Regions from separate parts of the Mus musculus genome. Here region 1 is linked to region 2. The links are chromatin contacts, called in public HiChIP or PLAC-seq maps. All regions are on one chromosome and are shown on one strand. The core of a region is the stretch at or near the end of the contact, and the rest is flanking DNA. Distances in the headings are between cores, read along the strand shown. Region 1 has its middle 33 kb from the start of Gm36227. Region 2 overlaps 6720432D03Rik (a long non-coding RNA gene).

Region 1 (6,395 bases), core at 398-2,897, 90 kb after region 2:
CCCTGCCCCCGGCTCAGCCCAGGTGGAGCACCATACAGTCTTACCATGCAGAGGCATGTATTTTTCAGAGAGAAAGGAATATCCAGGACACCAAGACCTCAAAACAGTCTGGAGGTGTTCACCCACCATTTTTATTTCCATGCTTGATTCACTGAGCTCAACCACCACTGGGCAGAGAAAAGGGAAGGACAAGATGGCCGCACAGCCAGCCTGCCTGGCAGACTCCGACCCCAGTCAGCCACCACCAGCTAGCTCTCCAAGGGCAGGACCTGAGGCATCTGCCAGATGGGTGCTGGCTTTTGATCAGCACCGAGTTGAGCCAGAGACCTGCTTGAAAGCCGGCAAGCTCCCTGAAATTAGCTAGCAGAAATCTCCCTAGCTTCCTTGACCACATTACTTGAAGAGTTTGAAGACAGATTGGAAAAAAAAATGCATGGATGGGGACCGCACAGTAAAGACCAGACCTTCTTTTCCGAGGACAAGTCATTCCAGCTCAGCCAAGGGAGGCAGGGCACCCTTTCTGCTCTCGTGGGTGGAACTGTGTGTCTTGTGGCCAGATTTAACTATCAGTGCCCCTGCACTCAGCGTGCAGTCTTTTAATCTCATAGGATAACACCTGTAAAACCCGAGACTACTAGAATGGGTCCCCAAGCATCCCTGCCTGGTGTGTGACACGCAAAGGGCTGTTTACAAGACATATGATCATTCCAGCGGGTCCACTCAGCAAGGTCTGCTGGAGGCCTCATCTTTTCAAGAGGTCCTCTGGGGTGTGGGCTGCTATCCTCAGGAAACACAGCTTGCATCCTTAAGGGAGATTCAGAAATCCCCCACAGCTGTTAGGAGGCTGTGTCTGGCCCTGGAAGGAGCAGCCAGGCCAAGGGTTAAACAGAGGCTCAGCGTGTTCTGTGCCTGGCAATAGCAGTCTACATGACTCCAGGCCTCTTGTCTCACAAACCAGTTCAGCTTATTCGCCCCAACCTTCATAAAACCCAGAGGTCCGTCCTAGATCGACAAAGAACTCCAATTCTCCCCAAGCAGGCTTCGTCAAGGTTCAACTGTTGACTCCCGCCTGAATCTCCACGTTCACTCCCTCTGGTCACCCTAGCTGCACGTCTGTTCAGCCCCCCTTTCCTTTGGGGATAAATCAGCGTTTGCGTTTTTTTGTTTTAATTCTTTCAAAGGATGAGGAATGTTGACACTCCTGAAACAAGCCTCTGATGTCTGGTTAGACTTCAGACGGCTGAGTGTGAGCGTACGCTGACGCAATCGGGCCGATTGGGTTAAACCAAATATTACAATCGCAAGAATTCATCTGGAACTAATAATTTTGAGGCCACCGAAAGTAAAAGGGCCCTCTTTGGGCTTGGCCAGTGGCAGAGGCCAGCTCGGGCCAATGCTGCCACCTGCCGTGGGCGCGGGGAACAGGGCGCGCCGCCTCGGCCTTCCTGTTTTGTTCGCGACCCCTATGCACCCACGCAAGGCAGGTTCCTCGCCAGCCAGACCAGGGCTATTTTTAAAACGCTAGCGCCTGTCCCCAGCCCTTAAGGTAAAGATAGCCAGTCTGGCCGCTCACTGTCTTCTCTGAAAAAGGACCTCTTCCCAATTATAGACCCAAGACTGGCTAGCAGGGCACTCGCAGTTGGAGTTCCATTAAGCAAACAACCCCTTGTGCTAAAGAGATCGTGTGTCGCAGGCTCACTTAGAGGAACGCTCATTTAAGGAAGATTGTTTTATTTTGCGGGAGATGAAGGAAACACACAACTCTGGGTTCTGTCGGCACATTGCTGAACTGCAAGTCACGTGCCAGATCCAAAAATGATGAAAACATCTGTTTTTGCTTTAGCCCAGCGAGGCCCCGACGGTGGGGAGGGGCAGGGAAGGGACCGTGGTGGCTTTGCTCATGAGCGCCATCTGCCGAGCCTGCCGGGGAAACGCGTGAGATCCCGGCACAATGCAAGTTGCCGCTCACCCCCGGGGAAAGGAGAGATCAACAGGTGGGGGTCTGTGCCCGGGAGACCACTCTCCTCGGAGGGCAACCCTGGCAGTGCCCTGGGAACTCTGCAACTCTGAGTTGTCTCGGGGTGTTCTCAACAAAGAGATCTTTCCCTGGTGACTGCTCTGGGGCAGAGGAAGAGACCGAGGGTGGCAGCGAATGAATTCTCAGGTTGGAAAGGAAGGCGGTAAGGGGGAGGGGAGGGGCTCTTGGTGTGCAGACAGTAAAATTTGCGGTTCGTGCCGGCTGAAATCTCCCAGAACAAAGAAACCACTTCCCAGCTCCCGCCCTGCACTCCCACCAACCAGCTCTCTTTCCTGCTATGGTTGTGCAGTAGGTCTGAGAATGCTCCAGAGTTCAGAGATACTACTGTCGTCAGGCAGAGCTTGTCCATCCCTTTCTGTGTAACTCGTCCACCCTCAAAAAGCCAGTGGTGGATCCCAGCTCTGAACAGGGACCTCACTGACAGCCATGACATACAACCTTAGCGTTTTGTTCAGTCTTCCCCAAGTTATTCATTGCTTGCCTGCCAAGTGCCTAACACTCCGCACAAGTGTTTGCAAGAAGTATATATGTGTACAAATACGTCAGAGGAAAACGTGTGCGTGTCAGCGTTACACACAATGACAGCTAGGACCTCAGAGGCAGGGAGAAGAGTACAGACTAGGGAGGGATGTAGAATCCACCTTTGGTCTCAGTGAGGAATTCCTTCCCCCAGCCTGCTTCTGCCCTAGCCTCCAGCCCTTACAGATAAGCCATTCTCAGCCTTTCTGGGAACATGGTGTCAAGGGACCATCATTTGCCTCCTGTCACTCCAGGTCAGCCGTGATCCAAGACCCAGGCTCCAGTCTCAGTTGTCTTTTCCTTACCAGATGGAGGTTCTTAGGTGTTACTGGGTAACTGTATGTGCTCCTACGTACCTGCTTTCCACAGGTGACAAGGGGTTAATAGAAAGAGCAAAACACTGGTCAAAAGATGCAGGCTTGCCAGGGGCTCCTGTGTCCCTTGACCGGGCTGGGCTGGTGGGCACATCCTCAGCTCTGGGGCAACATTCCCCAAAGTCTGTCTGTCTGTCTGTACAGTCTGACTGTGTCCTCTAACCTACAAACCGACAGGGTTAAAAAGGAAACTGAGGCTCTGTCTATCGGAGCTGCATCCTTTCCTATCCGTCTTCAAATAAATATAGAAAGCTTGTCCTTTATATGGGTCAGGAACCTGTCTATGATCTAAGGGATTTCAGAAAAAGACTCTTCATTTTTTTTACAGCTAAACACATTTTCTAAGAAGCAAGCCTGTCTGTCCTCCACAGAGCCTGACAGGAGCTATGTCCCCACTGACCATATCTGTTTCCATGGTACCGAGTGAGTTCTTAGATTACTAGGGCCCAAGCTAACCTTCTGAGTCCCTACAGACTCACCTGTCCCCAGCAGCGCTTGGCTCCGGTTCTCTACGACCACCCCATCTCCCCCCACCCCCATTGTCAGGGGCCTCTTTCCAATTCATTTCTTGTTCCAGGCCGTAAAAATGTCAGAACATGAAACTTCCTTTTAGCCTGGCTTAATATCAGTCTAGTATGGAGAGTTTTGATGGATTGTCTTTGTGTTCCAAAGAGGAAACCGTACGCTCACTGTCTCAAATTTCCTTTCTGCTCTCTAGGCCCTCCCATCCCCTTTTCTTTTTCCCTACCTGGTTCTTCAACAGGTCTGTGTTTGGGAGCAGAGAGGGAGGGATGTAAAACTTATTATACTATGTTATCATCTCAGAACTCAGATTTACAATGTTCTTATCAACATCAGAAAACCAAAAATCTCTAAAGTAGACTTCAAAAATGAAACAGTAAAAACAAAAACAAAAACAAAAACAAAAAAAACAAAAAAAAAAAAACAAAACAAAACCTGGGAGCAGTGTTCCCTTCCCGGTTAAGGGTCATAGACCCAAACAGTTGCTTTAGTCCTGGCCAAGACTCTCTTTTCCTAGCATAAAAATAATTTGGTCCCCGCTTGTCTCCATCCATCTTGGTGTGATCCTTCCCACACAGGAAAAAAAAAATAACCTTTGTTCAAAGCTCTGCTCTCCTAAGCTGGGCTGAGTTCTGCAAGATCACTCTCCACACACCACAAGCTCAGCCCCTCCCCTCCAGCTCCAAACAGACCCTAATCCAAAAGCCACTCTTTTAAATAGAGGCTTCTCGTATGCTTAAATTCCTAAATAAAAGGAATGTCGACCGCTACTGCTAGTTTCTCCAGTTAAATCCGATTTTCACTGAAATGCTTGCTGCTTGCTCAAAAATCTGGGCGTGAGCTGCAGGCGAGAACTAGAATTCTCCAGCTATCTAGAGGGCCCTCCAGTGGCCAAAATAATACCTGTCATAAACAAAGGGCTCCAGAGCCAACACTGCAACAAAGACAGAAGGGTGGTCACTAGCCTGTGTGGAAAATCCCACAGAGTACCATCCCCACACTTCGCTCCGTGGAGGTGTGTCTCACTTAAGGGAAGCCAGGACAGACTCTCAACTGGAAGAAGGATGACATTATTTGCATGACAAAAGGACCCTTCATTAGATAAAAGAGGGGCAGGTTTGAATTTCTTTAAATGATAGCCCCCCCCCTATTTTTAAGGGTTCTGCTGAACTGGGGGAGGGGTCTGATGTGCAAATCTCTAGAACATATCTATGGGATCTAGCAGGGTGCACTTGAGCTTGCTCTACTTGACCCACAGATGACATTGCTTTCTACCTGTGAAAATCTCCTAAGTACTGTGACCTTGAGACATGAAGCCAATGGAGGTCCGGGCCCTTGGAGATAAGAAAAGGAGGAGCAGGGTTGAGATCTTCTGAGCCCGGGAAGCCTTTCTAGGGGACTGTGAAAAGGCAGCCAGCTCTGTTGGACCTGACAGACTTACACTTTTCCAGAAAGGGTTCTAGCTCTGTTACAAGTTGGCACACCATGTCACCCAGGCACGCCTGGGTTTCTTCTGATATCACACACCACACAGAGAGAAGACAACACAAACCAGCCACCATTTCTAGGGAGTTCAGATCCCTAGTCATTGTAACAACCTTTGCTCTCTGGAAGCATGGTAGAAGGAGAAGCGAGGGAGCATTCTTCCCACCAAGTCCCTTAATCCCTCTGACTCATCCCGAATCCCTCACCTTTCCTCATTCACATGTGTGAGTGGGTAGCTGCCAAATCCAACCTCCACACTGCCACCAATCAACGTACACACACATATGCACACACGCATGCACTCACACATTCACACTCCTGCGCATGAGCACACGCTCAAACACACACACACACATACACACACAAACAGTGGTTTGCTGGATGCTGGGAAAAGCCAAGGCGAGGCAGGGGTGGAGCGTGGAGCGCTTACCTTTCCCACTCCCTGCTCCATCAGATACTGCTGTCAAATCTCCTTTGTGCCATCATGGTCTATGCTCAAGACCTGATGTCTGTGTTCTCCACACATGTGTAGACTGAGATCATGCCCCCACAAAACGATAGCATTGGGAGATAGAGCCTTTTGGGTCATGAGATTGGAGCTAATGAATAGGATTAGTTCTCTCATTAAAAAAAGATGTACCAGGGACCTGCTGGGGTTGTTTGTTTGTTTGTTTGTTTTTCTCCATTCAAGGAAAAAGCAAGAAGTCTATGAAAGAAGGAGAGGCCCTTGCAGATGCAATCTCCAGAGCCTGGATTTTGAACTTCCCACCTTTAAGTTGGTGAGGAACAATGTGGTTTATAAGTCACCTACCTTGTAGCATTATGTTACAGCCACACCAATGGACTTCCCCAGCTGGGTTTTAATTGTTTTGTATTCTTAGCTGAAGCAAGGATCCAGTACCTGTCTGGATCATCTTCTGAGTCCATCAAGCCCCGGAGAAAGGACATATGGGAAGATGAAGTGCTCTTTGTCACATGAGTTTGTAGTAGCAGGACCACAAACGTCCAAACAGTAAAGGACCAGAGATGGCAGCAAGGCCACCAACCTGCTCTCTAAGCACACCCACTCTCCTTTGTCCACTGCTACCAAGTACACTGGAGCTGCTTCCCAAAGCAGGGGTAGGGCGGGGTGGAGGAACCTGAAATCACTTCTCCTTTCCCATTTTCTGTTCATCTTGTGTCAATCCAGTCTCCATGCAGATTGCATCCTGAAAATCAGGGACACCTATAACTTTCTCCTCCATAAATAAAGCATGCCTCACCCAAGGCCACAGAGAGCTGCAGGAAGACACTTGTGGGTGACACCTATAATGCTAACAATGAGATGCACTGTCTAGTGCATTTCTTGATCTGCTAGTGTCCTCACAATGGGCAGTGAGTTCGATGGTTATCTGTATTGACAGGTTAACTGTATTGACAGGGAAGAAACAAGCGTGGGTCAAAGGCTAAGATGCATA
Region 2 (6,462 bases), core at 990-3,489:
GGGTTGGTAGAAACTGTATAAAGATGAGTTTGCAGGCTCTGAGATATTTAAGTGAACAACAGCCGTGGAAGGCAAGCCAGCTGACCTGTGCCTCTATTTTCGTATGATGTCACTGCGTTTTTCCTTTGTACAAGGAACCATACCAGATCCGTATGTATGAGAGCTACTTCACTCATTCACCTACTCGTTCAAAAAAATCTGGAGATGGAAAGATGAGTAAGGGCCCATCCCATCACTAACCATAAATGTTCCTGCCCCTCTGGGGTACGAGGAGCCAGTAAATTCCCATGACGAGACGAGAAGGTGGAGAGCAGGGAGAGGTGACTTTGTTCTTTATGTGACAACTCACTCTTTTGGGAACTCACTCCCTTTGGCGAGTCAGCATTAGTCACCTTCCAATAAGCCCTACCTTATGAAGTCCCCACCACCTTTCTCTTCTGCCAAGGTAATTTAAGGGATGTGTTCAGGCCAACGAAATACCTATAGCATTTAAAGATACAAGTGCATGTGTCTACCTTGTAAACCATGCAAACACACATCATAGAATGATTATTCTATAATCTACTCTTCTTCTACCAGAACACGACCAACACAATCCCTTGCATTTTATCCAGCTTCTTGGTGATGTGGCTACATTTATATCTTTTGCACATGGACAAGATGGTAGCCCCTGTGACACAAGGCAATTAGATAAGATCTTAAAAAAAAAACAACAGGCTGTGAACAAGGCAGATGTTTAATAAAATTTGAAGCTCACAGCTGTCAAGTTACACAAATCATTCTGTGCTTGCAAGAGTGAGACGAAGATGGTTATGGAATTGTTGAGGGAAGAGCATGTGATGGGTTTAAAGAATAAAGATGGGGATGTGTGTGTGTGTGTGTGTGTGTGTATACACGCATGCACACATGTGTATGTGAGTATATGTGTGTGCATAATCTATATATACATCTATATGCACGATATGCTGGCATAAGTATATGTATGGCATGTTTATTGTGATGCAGGAGCATATTCAAAGAAGGGAAACAAGTTTTGCAAACAAGCATCTTTTTAACATTCAAGGTCACCTGTTCTTTTTTCTTTTCTCTCTCCCTGGTCACCTTCTTCTTCCATACAAACCCCAGAGAGCTTGGCATCTTCATCCATTTCATCTATATACATTCATTCCCTCTCCTCATGGATACTCACCTACTACCCTTAGCTTCCGCACACATCTTTCCCACACCATATTTTAACTTAAGCATATTTTAACATAGTCTACAGTTGAAGATAAAGACCTAAGAGCTGCAAAGCTTCGGAAATGAGTCAGCACCAGGCTGCTGAGCATGGGACTGGGAGACTGAGACACAGGAGAGAGACGTTTCTCTCTTTCCTGGTGTGTGTGGGGATAGGTTAAAGAAAGGAGGCTGTTTGTGTGCTGTTTCTTTCTCCATGGGGCAAAGCCCTCTGGAGAGTTATCACTTTAAGTCAGTCTGTTTCTTTGCTGGCTTCTGTGGACTTTGCAATTGCCTCAGAGTATATGTCTGATGGCAAAAGCCTCCTCGGTTACTAGTTTCTAACCATCTCACCCCCTGCACGAGAGGTGCCTTAGGAGGGTGGGAGGAGGGCAGTGTCTTTTCCCAAACTAGACTGTGATGGAGAGTATAGTGAAAACACTTACTAGGATTATCCAGTGCTTGTTGAACCTGGCTGCTCTTTTTTGGGTATAGACATCGAGGGGTAGAGGACAAGCTTGAACTCAGAGCCTTGGACTTACAAGAGGTAAACTTAGTTTTTCTGAATCAGCTCCCTCCTCTGTGAGATGAAGACTTGACCATCCATCCCTCTGTTTGGCTATGTGCTAAAGGAAACAAACCGATCCATACTCTAGCAACTAAAATAACATTCCCTTCCTACCTCCCGGGATCATAAAGCAGAAACACAGATCTGATGCTACAAATGAGCTTTGAATTGTGTGTGTACAAAACTGGAGCTAAGAGAGAACTTTTGCACAAGCTTATTACCTGTGCCCTGTGGATGCTGTGTGCTTTGCTGGACCTGCAAGGGTTATTTTTGCAGACGACAGCCGACCCCCCCCTCCTGCACACCCCCTCCCCCAGTTTCCGTCTGTGTAGCTCCCAGCAGATGTATTAAGTATAGTCTTGGAGCCTTTCCAGGCTCTCTCTTTAAGACACAGAATGTTGAATATTTCCTGCACACAGCAGGCAGCTCTGGCCTGGCACAGTGCCAGGAAATCTGCTGGGTGCCGTCCTGTCCCCACCCCTTCTCCAGTATCTGTGCCCCAGCCCCAACTTGTCCAGATTCCCTGGGGCTTCCTTGGGAAACAGGGTAAAGTTAGAGCAGAGACTGCCACTGCAGCACCATGGCTTACAGCCACAATTACCTGCCCCCTGCTCCCCTGCTTCCCCCCCCCCCCCAGGGCGCTATGGAAGATGGGAAGGGAGGCTTACTGCTAGCTGTGCCTTTGCTTGCTGAAGACACCAAACCCCTTGGGAGGCAGAGGGGGCATCTGAGCTGTCTTGAGGTGGGGCCCTGCCTTGGTTGAGAAATGTCCATAAGAAAATGAAAAGGCAGAGACGTGAACAAAGTGTTGCGTTTATGTCAGGGGCTGTCCCCACCTGCAGAGAGTGGGAGATAGGCCCTCATCTGTCTGCTTCTGCAATGCGAGCTGTTTCACTGTAAGGTCTCCAGGCTAATGCCTCCTTCCTCCGGCAGCTGCACAAACTGAATCCATATTCCCCTGCAAACAGTGCCAGCAAGGAAGGGATGGTAGGAGTCTCTGGGAGGACTCCCCTTTGGATCCATGTCCTCTTTCTCTTTTCAATCAGTTGGTGAACTCCCTTGCATAGGTCTAACATGAGCGCCTCACTCTGGACACATTTACATTGAAGCAGCAACTAGGACTCTGCCTTTTCATGTCCTCTTTTCTTGTGATCTCCACTCCTTCTGTCTGCCCAATTGCTCCTCAAACTCCCCCCATGTTTGTTTTTAATCCTCTAGCGGGTAACATGGTCACTTGTGACATCCCTCCATTGAATGCACATCCTTGTTCCTAGCAGCAGTAATTCAACTGGCAGTGCACAGTCTGCAGTAGAGGAGAGAGGAAACTAGACTCCCCAAGGTGCTAGGACTGGTCCAATCATCCAGAAAACACACAGACACCACTTTCTACCTACAGAGCTCCCTGGAGCCTGATCCCTCCCTAGTGAACAGGCCTTCTATAGCAAGAAAGCCCTGTTATCAGAGTAGCATGCAGGACAGGCAGAGGCCCTGAAAGAACAGGAGAATCAAGGCCTCTCTGGTGAGCAGATGGTCAAGCAGAGAAGGACTTAAGAGACAGGACTGCCTTCCCCTGTGGAAAGAGTTGCAGTCCTAAGTCCAAGTTCAAGCTCTGCCCTTAACCGACTTGGGTGGCTGCAACATCTTCTGACCTCAGGCCCTTCACTTATAAACCAAGACAACTGAAACAAATAATCACTAGTACCTCCCATCTCTGAGATCCTTTGATTCTGTGACTCCTTAAGTGACCTTGGCTTTGGACCCCACCCTGATATAAAACCGTATCCAAACAGGCTGTGAATTGAGGGAAATGTCATGGAGAATATTTAAAAGACCAGTCCCCGAATTCGCAGAGTCTGACGCAGTTCCCAGGTGCCCACACTCTGTGCAAGGACAGGATTGCTGGGTTCCTCTAAGGTTGCAGTGGCCACACCGTCTAGATGGATGGTGTGTCGCCATACTTACTGGAATCTGCTCAGACAGCTTCAGCTGCTGGAGCTAATGAGAGAGGGCTTTTATCAAATGCTGGAGGTCAGCGGATGGGCTTTATGGGAAGGGGAAAGGATGGAGGATGCTCCATCACGATCGTGAAAAGGCTTTTACAGTAAACCCTGCTTGCTATCCATCAGGAAAAGACCAATACGTTGTACTGGAAGATGGCTAATAGGAAGTCTTATAGATGGTGCCTGGGTTATCCATTTTCAAAGACTGAAGGAAACATGGAAATACACAAAAAGCAACTCTATTTCGACAGATAAATTCTCCTTGAGGATCTCCAGTCCACTCGCACCAGTTTTGCCTGGGAGTACTAAGCTTGGGTGATTATGTTATCTGTTGCAGAAACAAAAGGCTCTTGCTTGTCAGCCCTGTTGAAAAGCAAACAAGGACAATAACAGTGTAACAGAAATGGTTCAGATCTCCTCACTGTCTCTTTCTATCTCCCCTACTTCTGCCCCATGCCTACCCAGAAATGAGATATGGTCCATTTCTGTAAAGAGCCTTGGAACCTTCCTCCCACCTGTGTCTACGCACACTCCCTCTAGTCTGGAAGCTTCCCCCATTCTCATGGTCCTCAACCCCACCTGCCAAGCTCAGCTGACATCTCCTTCATGGTCCAATAATTCCTCCCACACACTACAAAGACCCAATACTCCCATTTCCACATCCTTACCTTCATCCCCTCAGCCATCACTGCTGTGCTCTGTGGACCACATAGACAGATCTAGTCCTTGCATGTTCCCTTGGAGGAAAGGTGACAGACACCATCCCTGAAGATGTTAATATTCTCACTTAGGAACATTTTCCTATTCACTGATATATTTATGTCTTGAAAGCCTAGATCATGGCCTATCCTCATCCATAAAAGTCTGTAAAAATCTAAGAGAAGGATCCAATTTCAGCGATTTGTATTTCTCTCCCCTAGCATGAGACTTGGCCTATGATAGTAAGCAATCAATATTTACTGAATCAAAATGAATATAATAAAAAGGCACCTTGGCACATAACACATCAGCAGAATGCTGGAGTTGAAAATGTTAAGCAAACGTAAACCCTGAAACCACCCCACTCCATGTGTATGTGTATTGTGTGTACCTGTGTGTGTGCATGTGTATGTGTGTGTGCACATATATGTGCATATATATGTGCATATATATGTGTGTATGTGTATATGTATGTGCAAGTGTATGTGTGTATATGTGCATGTGTATTGCATGTATAGAAGCCAGATGTTTCTTCTTTTAATGTTTTCTATGTAGTTTGTTTCTTTGTTTGTTTGCTTACTTTTTGAGACATAATATCTTCATTGAACCTGAAAATTGCCCATGTCAGCCATACTTACTGGCCAGCAAGCCTCAGATATCTTTCTCCATCCCCTAGCTCTGGAATGACAGACACACACAGCAATGCCCAGCTTTTATATGGCTGTTAGAAACCATATAATAAACGTAGCTCATCATGCTTGTGCAGAAAGTGCTTAGCTCACTGAATCTTCTCCATCCCCAGATGCTTCACTTATAACTCAGAAGTTCAGACCGTTTATGCCAAGCACGAAGGGCCACTGTCATAACTATCCTGTAAGGTTTCTGGAGTTTGTGGCTAGAGCACCGCCTATGCAGGGAGCTGAAGACTTAGAAGTATAGAGGGAGAAGGATATGCTTCCTAAACTCATGGGGATTTATGCTGTAGAGGAGGGAAGAGTAAAAAAGAGAAAGCTGGGAAACAGGGCTTTACTGTTATAAAGGAATCAAGGTAAAGATAGAAAACGGGATGAGAGAATCAGAACTTCAGAGAGACGCACAGGAAATTTATGTTTGGAGAAGGCGAGTGCTGGGTTCGTGATCCTTGAAGGAGTTAAATAGGCAATCCAGAAAAGAAGCCATTCCAACAAGAGAGTGTCTTGGTGGAGGGAGAGAATGGTAACCGAGATGATAGAGCAGGAGAGGAGTGAGCAGGGCTGGCAGAACCAGTGAGAAAGGAGGAGGTCAGAACACAGACAGAGTCCCAGGCGTAGGCACGTCAGCCTGCAGCTACTGTAAGGAAGATTCCTTCGGGAAATGGGAAGCTCAACTGTGTTAGGATCTGCCCTATATGTCAAGAGCATCACACTGGCTGCCATGCTGGAAGCGGTGTAGGAGGTAGATGATGTAATATGCAGGCCTCCAAGATGGAAGCCGCTTAAGAGACTCCTGGACAATCCAGAACACTGGTGTTAAGATGGCCGGTAGTAAGTAATAAAGCAGATAAGAAGTAAATGGACCGTGGGAAATCCATGTGCTTTGCTGAAGAATTGGATACAGAGTCTGGAAGAAGAGACTCCAAGGTGCTCAGTTTGGCAACAGAGATAAAAGAGGTCATTGGCTGAGATGTAATAGAATTCTGGAGCGAGGTTGGCGAGAGGGAGATCTGGAGCTATGTTTTGGAAACACGTTTGGGATCGTTTTAGTCCCACATATACAGTTGTTGAAAAGGCAAACAGACCTAGGAGACTGATGCTCGACAAAGATGTTCAGACTAGATAATGGACATAAGAGTTGCCTAAAAGACATATGTAAAGGCAAGAAACCAGTTCTTAGGTGAGAAGAGATGGGGAGAACAGTGGGAAAGGTAAGATGCGTTTGGAGGACAGAGCTTTGGAGTGATGGGAGAAGATGCAGCAGGGCTAGTGACAGTCACTGAGAAGA

What was found. HiChIP or PLAC-seq counts read pairs in DNA pulled down with a chosen protein or histone mark.
Region 1: a contact with region 2 is called in an HNF4G HiChIP or PLAC-seq map of pancreatic cancer cells. The contact joins two enhancer-like sites. A contact is called at or near these places in 1 of 15 datasets of contacts at CTCF or cohesin (the NIH/3T3 cell line), 8 of 484 Hi-C or Micro-C datasets (cerebral cortex, embryonic fibroblasts, morula and 5 more), 10 of 115 datasets of contacts at active chromatin or transcription factors (craniofacial prominence, embryonic hindbrain, embryonic limb bud and 5 more) and 1 of 9 other capture datasets (embryonic stem cells).

Annotation. Positions count from the first base shown.
Region 1 is chr9:41,949,419-41,955,813 of GRCm38.p6, forward strand. No RefSeq gene overlaps it. Among named protein-coding and RNA genes, the nearest start is that of Gm36227, 33 kb to the left of the region's middle. RefSeq lists an enhancer at 1-5,107. Within about 2 kb of position 1,648, at least 231 of the 459 cell types and tissues checked have an H3K27ac peak or open chromatin away from gene starts, as enhancers often do. A contact at or near this core is called in cerebral cortex, craniofacial prominence, embryonic fibroblasts and 3 more, where this site is marked.
Region 2 is chr9:41,858,667-41,865,128 of GRCm38.p6, forward strand. All of the region lies in intron 3 of 6720432D03Rik (a long non-coding RNA gene), which reads right to left. Among named protein-coding and RNA genes, the nearest start is that of 6720432D03Rik, 14 kb to the right of the region's middle. Within about 2 kb of position 2,240, at least 85 of the 459 cell types and tissues checked have an H3K27ac peak or open chromatin away from gene starts, as enhancers often do. A contact at or near this core is called in cerebral cortex, craniofacial prominence, embryonic fibroblasts and 3 more, where this site is marked.